2 separate regions of the Mus musculus genome follow, and region 1 is linked to region 2. The links are chromatin contacts, called in public HiChIP or PLAC-seq maps. All regions are on one chromosome and are shown on one strand. The core of a region is the stretch at or near the end of the contact, and the rest is flanking DNA. Distances in the headings are between cores, read along the strand shown. Region 1 overlaps Gm12976 (a long non-coding RNA gene). Region 2 overlaps Ak2 (adenylate kinase 2).

What was found. HiChIP or PLAC-seq counts read pairs in DNA pulled down with a chosen protein or histone mark.
Region 1: an HNF4G HiChIP or PLAC-seq map of pancreatic cancer cells shows a contact between it and region 2. The contact joins two enhancer-like sites. A contact is called at or near these places in 1 of 484 Hi-C or Micro-C datasets (spermatogonial stem cells), 1 of 115 datasets of contacts at active chromatin or transcription factors (pancreatic cancer cells) and 1 of 9 other capture datasets (pancreatic islet).

Annotation. Positions count from the first base shown.
Region 1 is chr4:129,253,690-129,259,217 of GRCm38.p6, forward strand. The region is part of intron 1 of Gm12976 (a long non-coding RNA gene); the gene reads left to right. It also overlaps a transcript of C77080 not described here. Among named protein-coding and RNA genes, the nearest start is that of C77080, 8.0 kb to the left of the region's middle. Within about 2 kb of position 2,877, at least 84 of the 459 cell types and tissues checked have an H3K27ac peak or open chromatin away from gene starts, as enhancers often do. A contact at or near this core is called in pancreatic cancer cells, where this site is marked.
Region 2 is chr4:129,008,901-129,014,151 of GRCm38.p6, forward strand. It overlaps Ak2 (adenylate kinase 2), which reads left to right. Exons shown (of 7, transcript NM_016895.4): 7 at 1,663-2,629. The coding sequence ends at 1,667. Among named protein-coding and RNA genes, the nearest start is that of Ak2, 18 kb to the left of the region's middle. Within about 2 kb of position 2,766, at least 125 of the 459 cell types and tissues checked have an H3K27ac peak or open chromatin away from gene starts, as enhancers often do. A contact at or near this core is called in pancreatic cancer cells, where this site is marked.

The DNA.
Region 1 (5,528 bases), core at 1,627-4,126, 240 kb after region 2:
TTATCCTCAAACTTGTGGTCCCCCTGCCTCCACAATCAGCCTACTCCCACATTTCTGATGGATAAAATCGGTTAAAAAATACTCTATATGAATCAATTTTATTTAGTAAATCAAAATGCTAGGGGTAGGGAGTTCGTTCTGGGAGTAAGGAGCCTCCTGTACAAGGATGCAGATCTGAGCCTGGATTCCCCAGAACCCACGTGAAGCCAGATACAGTGTAGAGAGTCTGGAAGCTACAAGAGAAAGGGCAATAGAGACAGGGGAATCCACAGAAGATCTTGAGCCAGACAGCCTTGGCAAAGATGCATTGGTGGAGAAGAGACCCTGCCTCAGACAAGGTAAAGGGCAAGGATGACACTTGAGGCTGTGCTTTGGCCTCCACAGAGGTGCCAGGGTACATATGTGCCTGCGCAACACACACACACACACACACACACACTTTAAAAAACCTAGACTTTCTAGCCTTGTCTGGGTGTAGTAACACATGCTTGTATCCTATCCTCAGGCCTTGAGAACAAAGGCAGGCAGCTCAGGAACCCAAGGCCAGCTGAATCAGAACCACCCTGTCGGGAAAGAGGAGAGACCACCTTATAATATCAGCTGGCCATACTGTGAGTCAGCAGGGGCAGCAATGGCATTTTAATGTCCTAAAGATCCCACACTCTATGAGTTATAGGTGGTAGTTACGGTTTTAAATGAGTGTCAGTATTTAATTTATCTCCGCAACAGTTTGTGTTAGCCAGTAATTAGGAAATGCTGAGTCTCCGAGACAAGCAGGAACAGTAGAAATGTCAGCTTTATTCTGGGTTCTGCCCAGAATCTTGTCATCTGACCAGCCAAGTTTAAAGCTGGGTGTGGTAACATAGGACTTGAATCTCTGTGAGTTCGGGGCCAGCCTGGTCTACAGAGCTAGTTCCAGGACAACCAGAACTACACAAAGAAACACTTTCTCAAAAAGAGAAAAGAGAGAGAGAGAGAGAGAGAGAGAGAGAGAGAGACCTGTTCTGAGGCTAAAAAGGCATGAGCCACCACACTCTGCAACTTGCTTTTTCAGAAGACCTTAATTTGATTCCCAGCATCCACATGGTGACTCATAACCATCTGTAACTCCAGTTCCAAGGAGCCAAACACTCTCTTCTGACCCTGACAGGGACCACAAAGCACACATTCCTTCACATACATAAAATATCTTTTTTTTTTTTTTGTACTGTTAAGAATATGCACCGGGCGTGGTGGCCCACACCTTTAATCCCAGCACTTGGGAGGCAGAGGCAGGCAGATTTTAGAGTTCGAGGTCAGCTTGGTCTACAGAGTGAGTTCCAGGACAGCCAGGGCTATACAGAGAAACCCTGTCTCGGAAAAAAAAAAAAAAAGAATATGCATCGTCCTCACAGGGACCAGAGCCAAACTGGATGCTTCACAACTGCCTGGAACTCTAGCTTCAGAAGGCTCCGATGCCCCTTCTGACCTCTGAGGTCACTGGCCTTAGTGCTCACATGCCACACACACACACAATTAAAGATAAAACATTTTATAAAATTTATCTTGAGCCTGTGACATGGGTGTTCTGCTGCTTGCACGTGTGTAACGCACCACATTCGTGCTCAGGAAAGTTGAAAGAAATGTTGGATGTTGTAGCTGTTCAGGGCATAGGCATAGGCAAGGGGATATCCTGGAGCTACAGTTACAGATGGCTGCAATTTACCGTGTGAATGCTAGGAACTGAACCTGGGTCTTCTGCAAGAGCAACAAGTGCTCTTAACTACTAAGCCATTTGTCCAGCCCCTAAAATTAAAAGATGTTTGTAAAGGAAGGAAGGAAGGGGATGGAGAGATGGCTCAGCAGTTGGGAGCACTGGCCGCTCTTCCATAGGTCCTAAGTTTGGTTCCCAGTGGCTGCATGGTGACTCACAACCATCTGTAATGGGTATCCTATGCCGTCTTCTGCTGTGTTAGGGGACAGTGACAGTGTACCCACATATATGAAATAAATATGGCCGGAGCAGGGCCAGAGCAAGTGGGGCCTGAAATAATAAAAAAAGTTTTTTAAAAAGGAAGTAAAACAGAAAGAAAAGGAAAAAAGAAAGGCGGGCTGGAGAGCGAGGTATTTTTTCTTTTCTTTTTTTTTTAAGATTTATTCGTTCATTTAATGTATATGAGTACACTGTAGCTGTCTTCAGACACACCAGAAGAAGACATTGGATCCCATTCTATAGATGGTTGTGAGCTATCATGTGGTTGCTGGGAATTGAACTCAGGACCTTTGGAAGAACAGTCGGTGCTCTTACCCACTGAGCCATCTCGCCAGCCCCCTTGATTTTATTTTATTTCTTCATATTTAGTGTTGAGGTGGAGGAGCACAGAGTGGAATGATAGATGACAACTTCGGGGAGTCAGTTGGTTCCCTCCTTCCTCTGTGGCTTCTTGTTTTGGAGCTCTGGCTCTCGGGCTTCAGAGCAAGCACCTTTACCTGCCAAGTCAATTTGGTGTCCTCCAAACAAACTGAGTGTGCACGTGTGTGTGTGTGTGTGTGTGTGTGTGTGTGTGTGTGTGTGTGGTCTCAAATGGTTGAATGAAACCAAGTGTCACAAAAGGAGCTTGTTGCCAACCTTGTTTTCAACACACACACACTCACACACTTACACACACACACACACACACACATCCAAATTGCTAATTGCTCGTGTCCTTAGCGTGGAGCTTGCCTTGTCTGGACATTTTTCCCTGCTGGAAGTGTCTGGATATGTCGGTGTGAGGGTGCAGCTCATGTACAGAAGCCTTCTCAACTCATCCTCCACTCACCCCCATCCCAGAGCTGGGCCCAACTAGGGCCCCATGAAACCACCAAACTGCCCAAGTTGGAAGGCAGAGGCGTGTTGCCATGGAGATAGGCTTTGTTTCCCCCAACTGTCTGACACTATCTGAGAAGCACACGAAGCTCAGGCAGATGGATGATGACCCGGCCTGGGAGAGCAGGGATTTCCTGAACTGCGGAGCAGACCGGCTTGGCTCTGCTCTCTGCTCTCCATGGACAGGGGTCAGCACTTTCGGACACAGGGCTGTGAGCAGCTGTCAGCTGGAAATGCTTCCTGTAGGGAGTGTGGGAGGAGCCCCTCTCTAGGTGTTTGCTGACACCACTCCACTGCTGGCCCTGTGCCCAAGGGCAAGGCTAGGAGGGCAACACCTCCACATGGCTTTCTCTAAGCTGGGCTATTGGGAGCAAAGATTCCTGCCCATCACCACAGGGAGAGAGATCAAGGAGGATACTCAGAGACCTCCTCAGCCTTCCATCTACAGTGAGACTTAGACAAACACAGTGGGAGATAAACACTGTGGGACACACCCACATACAAAGTGATTCAGACTGGCACATCCAGACACATGATATGCTAAGACAGACATCTAAACATGTGTAAACACAACAGAAACATTCTGAAACACTCGGATGCACACACACACACACACACACACACACACACACACACACACATTGCCAGCACACCCACTCCATCTACTGACACAGGCACTCCCAGATGACATAATCGCACACATCACATCCCCAGATGTATAGATATTCATTGATAAATCTTGAATACATACATTCACATGTTCAGTAGCCCATAAACATCACACAGAGACATTCATGGGCTGATTATACAAACACAGACACAAAGATGCAAACAGTTAACAAGTGAAAACTCAGGTCCAGGAAGGGAAGGAAAGGGCTAATCCTTAGTGAGCGAGCGCCAGTTTTTCAGCAGACAGCATGAAAGGATGTTTATCTGTCAGATCTTTTTAAAACTCTTCCAGCAAGCTGTGTGGTTGGTAGTCTCATCCCTATTTTATACAACTATGATTGTGTAAAACATCCAGACTTGGGCTACAGAGTAGAGAGCTTGCCTAGTGTAACGAAGAACAGAAAAAGGGAGGTGAAAGGAAGAGAGTGAGGGAGAAAAGGAAGGAAGGCAGAAGAAATGCCGAAGGGCTAAGAAGCTGACTTGAGGTAAAGCACTTGCTGCACAAGAGTGAAGACGTGAGTTCAAATCCCCAGCTCCCGTGTAAGAAAGCCAGGGAGCTGAAGAGATGGCTCAGCAGTTCAAAAATCTGACTGTTCTTCCAGAGGACCTGGGTTCAATTCCTAGCACACACATGGTAGGTTAAATTGTAACTCCGGTTCCAGGGGATCTGACACCCTCACACAGATGCACATGCAGGCAAAATACCAATGCACATAAAATAAAAATAAATCATTAAAAAGTTTTTGGTTGGAATGGAGAGATGGCTCAGAGGTTAAGAGCACTGACTAAAGCCGGGCATGGTGGCACCCGCCTTTAATCTAAGCACTCGGGAGGCAGATTTCTGAGTTCAAGGCCAGCCTGGTCTACAAAGTGAGTTCCAGGACAGCTAGGGTTATACAAAAAAACCCTGTCTGGAAAAACAAAATAAATAAATAAACAAACAAACAAGAGCATTGACTGTTCTTCCAAAGGTCCTGAGTTCAAATCTCAGCAACTACATGGTGGCCCACAACCATCCGTAATGAGATCAGATTCCCTTTTCTGGTGTGTCTGAAGCTACAGTGTACTTACATAAAATAAATAAACATATTTTTAATTTAATTTTATTTATTATTATTATTATTATTATTATTATTTTGGTTTTTTTGAGACAGGGTTTCTCTGAATAGCCCTGGCTGTCCTGGAACTTACTCTATAGGCCAGACTGGCCTCGAACTCAGAAATTTGCCTGCCTCTGCCTCCCAAGTGCTAGGATTAAAAGCATGTGCCACCACTGCCTGGCAATAAATCTTTAAAAAAATAAAAATAAACAAACAAAAACAAAAAGTTTTTGATTTTGTTTTAAAGTCAAGGCCCAGAGGTGTTCCTGTAATCCTAGTGTTAGGGATAAGAGGTAGGTGGTGGGACTCTCTAGCCAGCCAATTCATCTACTCTGTGACCAGTTTGTCCTGTAGGTTCAGTGATAGATCATATATGTGTCCAAAAACACAGTGGAGAGGAGAGCAATTGAAGAAGACACCAACATTGGCCTCTGGCCTCAACATGCATAGGCACATGTACCATACCTGAACACACGTGCCTACAACACACACACACACACTGCAGAATTAAAGATGGCTAACTTTAGAAATGCTTCTTTGATACAGTTGCCCACTGCAGCCTGTCCACTATTAGTGTTACCAGGCAGTTTCTATTCACAGCCTTCCCCTGTACACCCTCCTTACCACGTAAAGATACATGCAAATCTGAACGTATTGCACAAAACTTGACTCAGAGAGGATGAGAAACTTGACCAAGGTTAGTTAGTGAGTAGTAGAATCAGGGTTTGGATTTATCTGGATCTGGTTCACTTCAAAATGCTGTTTCTGCTGCCTCAGCCAGCAGCCAGCCACAGAGATACAAATGCACAGAGGGGAGGGGATGCAGGCCTGCAGGGCCATGGGGAGGGAGGGGCAAAATCTCTGAGCTGGAAAGGAAGCTCCCTACAGCCTCCCAGTCTGCAGGATCCCTC
Region 2 (5,251 bases), core at 1,516-4,015:
TGACTCCCACGTCTGGGGTCACATGTGTAAGTCAGGCAGTGTCATGGTTCCTGATATACATTCTTGACAGGAAACAAAAAACCTCAAGTCAGTGGGTGCATAGGATCATTAATTTTTTCCCCTTAAATGGAATTTAAAAGACATTACGCATTCCAGACACTGGCTGCTAGGACAGGACATCCACATGGAAGAGTGATGAGGTTGGACTGTTTCTGTGTTCCACATCACGGTGCTGTAAAGTTCAGACAACATGGGACTTCCCTTTGCACAGTGAGCTGTTGTCAAAGAATTGTGCCAGGTAGAAGGTCCTTTGGGGTGCAGGTTGTCTCTGAACGTCGAGCTAGGTAACAGAGAAGGGCCACGACTGTTTCCCCAGATAGACCCACTTAGGGAGGTTTGTTTTGTTTGCCTGTTTCCAGGGGTGAGCCAAACAGTGACTGGGGATAATCTCTTTGGATTCATTCCCATCAGAAATTTATTTAAACACGAGGTATAAAACCCAAATCAGATGTATCCCTTTCAAATTTAACCCTTTACCCCATATTTTATGATGGCTAGCGATACCCCAAAACAAGACCACCTATGACCATTACAAGTTTCTGTTTGTAACCTTAGCTCCCATAATTATGAGTGTCCTATGGTCTGTGCTCTGTGCCTTTTGGTCTCTGGTTGCTTTGTAACAGATAAATTAGTGGGCTGCTGTGACGAGACCTCAAAGCCTTCAGCCTCTGGAAAAGCCATTAGAAAGTCAGTGATGTGGCCAGTAAATAATGCCGCCTGCCGCAGCATAACCTCCTACTGACTCTAAAGTGCTTGGTCCCCATCTGGCTGAGCTCTCCTACTGTCTGAATCTGTCAGAGGGCTTGTCTCCACATGGAAGCTCCTGGGTACGTGGCCCTCTGCTTCCCTTTTGGCCTCCAAGTGTCTGCTGCCACTGCCCTGCCTTGTTTCCCTGGCTTTAAGCTAATTCTGTCTGCTCTTAACCGAAACCCAGTCTGGCCTTGTGTGCTTCTGGAAAGCACATGACTGCTGGGAATGGACAGGGAGAGGAATGAAAGCAAAACTGTCATCTGGGCCTGCAGGAATGCATGCTCTTTCTCTGGAGGGGTGGCTCCGGGCAGGACTTGCTCTGGAGGGGTGGCCCTGGGCAGGACTTGCTCTGGAGCAGAGGGTTGGCTCTGTGCGGGACTTTCTCTGGAGGGGTGGCTCTGCATCCCACAGTTGACTTTTCCTGACCTAGAGCAGCTGGAAACGCTTGACCTCTAAGTCCAGGCCCCTGAGCAGTTGCTGATTGAATGTGACTGATCTCTGCACAGGCATTTGCCACCTGTCCATATACATATGTGTGTGTATATATGTGTATATACACATATATACACACACATATTACACACACACATGTGTGCACATATACCAAATGGCATGTGACATTTGGGCTTCAGGTAAGAGCTGGAAAACCTGCTCGCTGGTGGTGGTCAGGATTGTGTTTTTGCTTTAACTGCAGAGTTGTAGCCTCAGCAGGCCTGAGAGCTTTCAGAAAGCTGGCAGAGAATGTCCAGGATTTGATGCGTCTGGTTGCATGCCAGTCTTCCCTGATGTTTGTTTGTTTGTTTGTTTTTTAAAAAACCCATTTTGTTCTTTGTTGTTTCCTCTCTATTTCAGCCTAGTAACAGAAGGCCAGGCGAGACCGCACCCCTGCTCATCTCCCCGCCGTGGGATCCCTGCTCTTAGGTGCTGGGCAGAGGGAAGAGGGTGGTCATGGGAAGGAAGGATGGATGGATGGTGAGGGAGGTGGGGAGGGGCTCCTCGAGAGAAGATTGGAACAGTGGCAGTGTTATAATTAGTAAGGTTTTTTTTTTTTACACATAGATGAGAATTTTTAAAGTATAAGCAAGGGAAAAGATTAATTTAAAAAAAAAAAAAAACTGTGATTGGAGTGCATTGGTGCAGATAAGGAGACATGGTATTATTTTTAAGCAGTCAGCCTCTGCTTTTCTCTGGACCACAAAGCTAATGCTCTCTAAGAGACCTCAGCTTCTACATAAGAACCTCATGGATCCCCAGGCCCAGAGCACAGCAGTCAGGCTGGGCCTGTGCATCCCGTGCAGAGGAGGGGGCTGCTGACTGCCGGGGGCTCCCCACTCCATAAAGCGAGAAGACTGACCTGCGCGGATGGAAGAGACGGGGTGTGAGGTTATGGGTGCCGCTCAGCAGACCATCTCTCCTGGAATTGTGGGGAGCAAGGGGAAACAGATCCCACACTTAAGACTTCAGAGTTGCTTGCTCTAGTGACAAAGCCTTCAGCCACTCAGCACTCCCTAGTCTTAAAACCTTGCCTTCATTCATCCACGGGACCCTTTTAGATAACTGAACAAGGCCTAGGAGTGTAGCTCAGTGGCGTGTGTGTGCCTGGCTCTGTAAAGCCCCGGCTTCAGTCCTCTACAGGGAAGGGTTGGGGGAAAAGCTAAAATGTCTTAAGCTAAGTCATCCAAGGATTGTCCCCCTCACCTCCTGGGACTGGGATTGCCCGACAACACTGTGATGTATTTCTCAATGAGGTGCCTTTCATAACTGACCAAATGCTGCCATGTTTGGCCCCTGAGTCAATAAAATATGTTGAAAATTTGTATCCCTGTTGTGGAGTTTTTTGAGGAATTCTGGATTGACTACAAAACCAAAAAAAAAAAAAGATGTTGAACTCTGGCCCCGACTTTAAAGCTGGTTCTCATGGTTAGCTCGCTGTCCTGGGAAGTACACGTGTGCACGCCTAAGCACCCTTGCAGCTGTCGGCCTCTGTGGTGGATGACAAACCCCAGTGGTTAGTCAGTCACATACTTCGTTCCCGTCTCATCTGAAAAAGAGCCTTGGTGTTGCTGTCTTATGGCCTTAAAGTCTGTAAAAAAAAAAAAAAAAAACAAAAAAACCCAGCCCCTGGCTCAGTGCCTACCACAGCAGGCATCAGATAAACGTCGGGTCAGAACATACAGACAGCTATCTGCTTCCTGCTGGGCTGGATAATTAGGAACGGACAGCAGTCTGCAGCCTGGCAAGCCTGTGTGTGCTTCTATGAGTAAGTCACATCGCTGGCCACCTTCCCAGCGGCCGCTGTTTAGCACCCTTGGTTGCCTTTGTGTGTCCTGTTTGAAATCCGTTTACTTCCGAGCAAGAGTGGACCTCAGCCACTGGTGTAGACAGAAGCTTTTGCTCTTGGACAAGAGCCCTGCTAGTGAGGTTTCTCAGAAATGGCTGCTCTTCCCGAAACCAGAGTGAACACCACTGCTCTTCAGGCATCTTGTGACTCTGGCATATGAAGTTCTGTGCTCACTGAGCCAGCCCCGCTCCCCACCCTTGCTCCTTGTGCCCCACCTCTGGTGTTGCCTTGAGATGTCAGCAAGTCTGCTTTCTTCAGATTGTTGCATTCTTGGCTGTATGAATGTCTGAAAGTTTTTTGGCTTTTCTTGGTTGTCATGTACAACTAAGAATAAAATATCTGTCAGACCGAACTGGGAAATGGCGTGGCTAAAAAGGACAAACCGAGCAAAGACTATATGTACTGCCTTTGGTCTTAGTGACTTCATTGTATCAGGAGTGCTAAAGACAGACTGAGATGGAAATACCGCACAGGCCTCATCACCTGCTCAATTCCTGTCACCCTCACTGAGACGTTCTGCAGTGGACACCCCCGCTGCCTGCTTTACCGGTGAATAGTTCACAACAGGCCCAGTTGAAGTGCTCTCTCCAGCATGGGTTTGACCCTGTGACATTGCTGAAATGATCAGTGATGTGTGCAGCTGTGTACTAAGAAGGTCCTCCCAGCAAGAACTCTCTCTGTCCCTGCCAGTTGTAAAGACCAGGATTATGTGTCACCTCTTAGGATCTCATATGTACAGTGTACACCAGTACCAGAGCAGGACAAGGAGCAGCCTTAGAAGACCGGCTTGGCGCATCACATTTCAGGAGGAGCTCCTTCGCCATGTCTAGCCAGCCTTTCTTCCCCCTGGTGGAGAGTAAAATGGTCCCTGTCATCAGGTGTGCTCACAGGCTCACTACTTCTGCACCGGATGTCCTATGGGTCAGTGTGGCTAGCAAGGGACAAGGGAGTTCAGAGAAAGAGAAGACAGGCACTGGGGAAATCTTGCCTTCCTGGGCATCGGGAGCTGGGCTGAGGATTGTTTACCAGAAGGTCCCTTAGAAATCCCAAACCACTAAGATTGCATACACCGTTCTCTTTATTTGTATTTCCTTAACCCGTAATTTAATGCATAGAGAATGTGTGCTGTGTGGGAGGGTCTGTGTGGATTGTCCTCAGCCCTGCAAAGGTAAGTTCTGCTACCTCTCCAAGCCTTTGGAGAGGTAGCAGAACTTTGTGCGCCTTTGTGCGCTTGGAGAGTCACACCTCTGGGAACCAATAAAACCAGAGCCAGTCTGTGACGCCACACCCTCCCACCACTAAGCTAGCGGCTTTGGTGCTTGGCTAAGGATAGGCAAGAGGTTCTCAAACACTCCTAGTTCAGAAACCCGCTACTAGCCGTGAATGGGCCGAGGAATCCATGCAGGGAATGCATGCAACGGAGAAGGGCTGGGAGCCGTGCCTCTGCAGTTGAGACCTGGTCTATGTTACCGTTCTCTGTGGCTTCCTTGCTGTTGGCCCAGAGCTCTGGCCAGTTGGGTTTGTAGAGCTAAGACCACAGAGAGCCAGAGTGGGTGAGAGGAGTTGGTTTCTGTGCCTCTGGTTTGGAAGGTGTGTGCTGGCTGTCTCAGCTCTCATTGCAGCTCAGCCCTCTGTCTGGTGACACTGCATTATTCATTACCTCAGAGGAAGCACCATGCTGCCCCAACTGTGTGTGGTGGTGAGCATCCCTGTGGGAGGCTCCTGGGGGTGCCTACTCCTGGACAAGTGCCCTGGCAGAGTAGGTGGGAGTGACCTGATGGCCCAGGCCAGGTCTAGATCCTATGCAGATGACCCTCAGGCCTGAGGACAAGCAGGAAGGCGGACTGTACAGTGTTTAGAGCAGGCTGCTTAGTGCTTCTCACTTGGAGCTCCTTCCCACGGGACCCCAGTTCTCCAGCTCTGTAAAATCAGTCTGTGTATGAAAGGTTAACCTGGTGTGGTGTAGCACACCTAGAATTTCTGCACAAGGAAACGTCATCCTCCGCTGTCAAGTTTGAGGCCAGCCTGCGGTGTGGGAGATTAAATCCAAACAAATGAAAGATAAAGTCAGACATTTACTGATGAACCATAAATATTTTT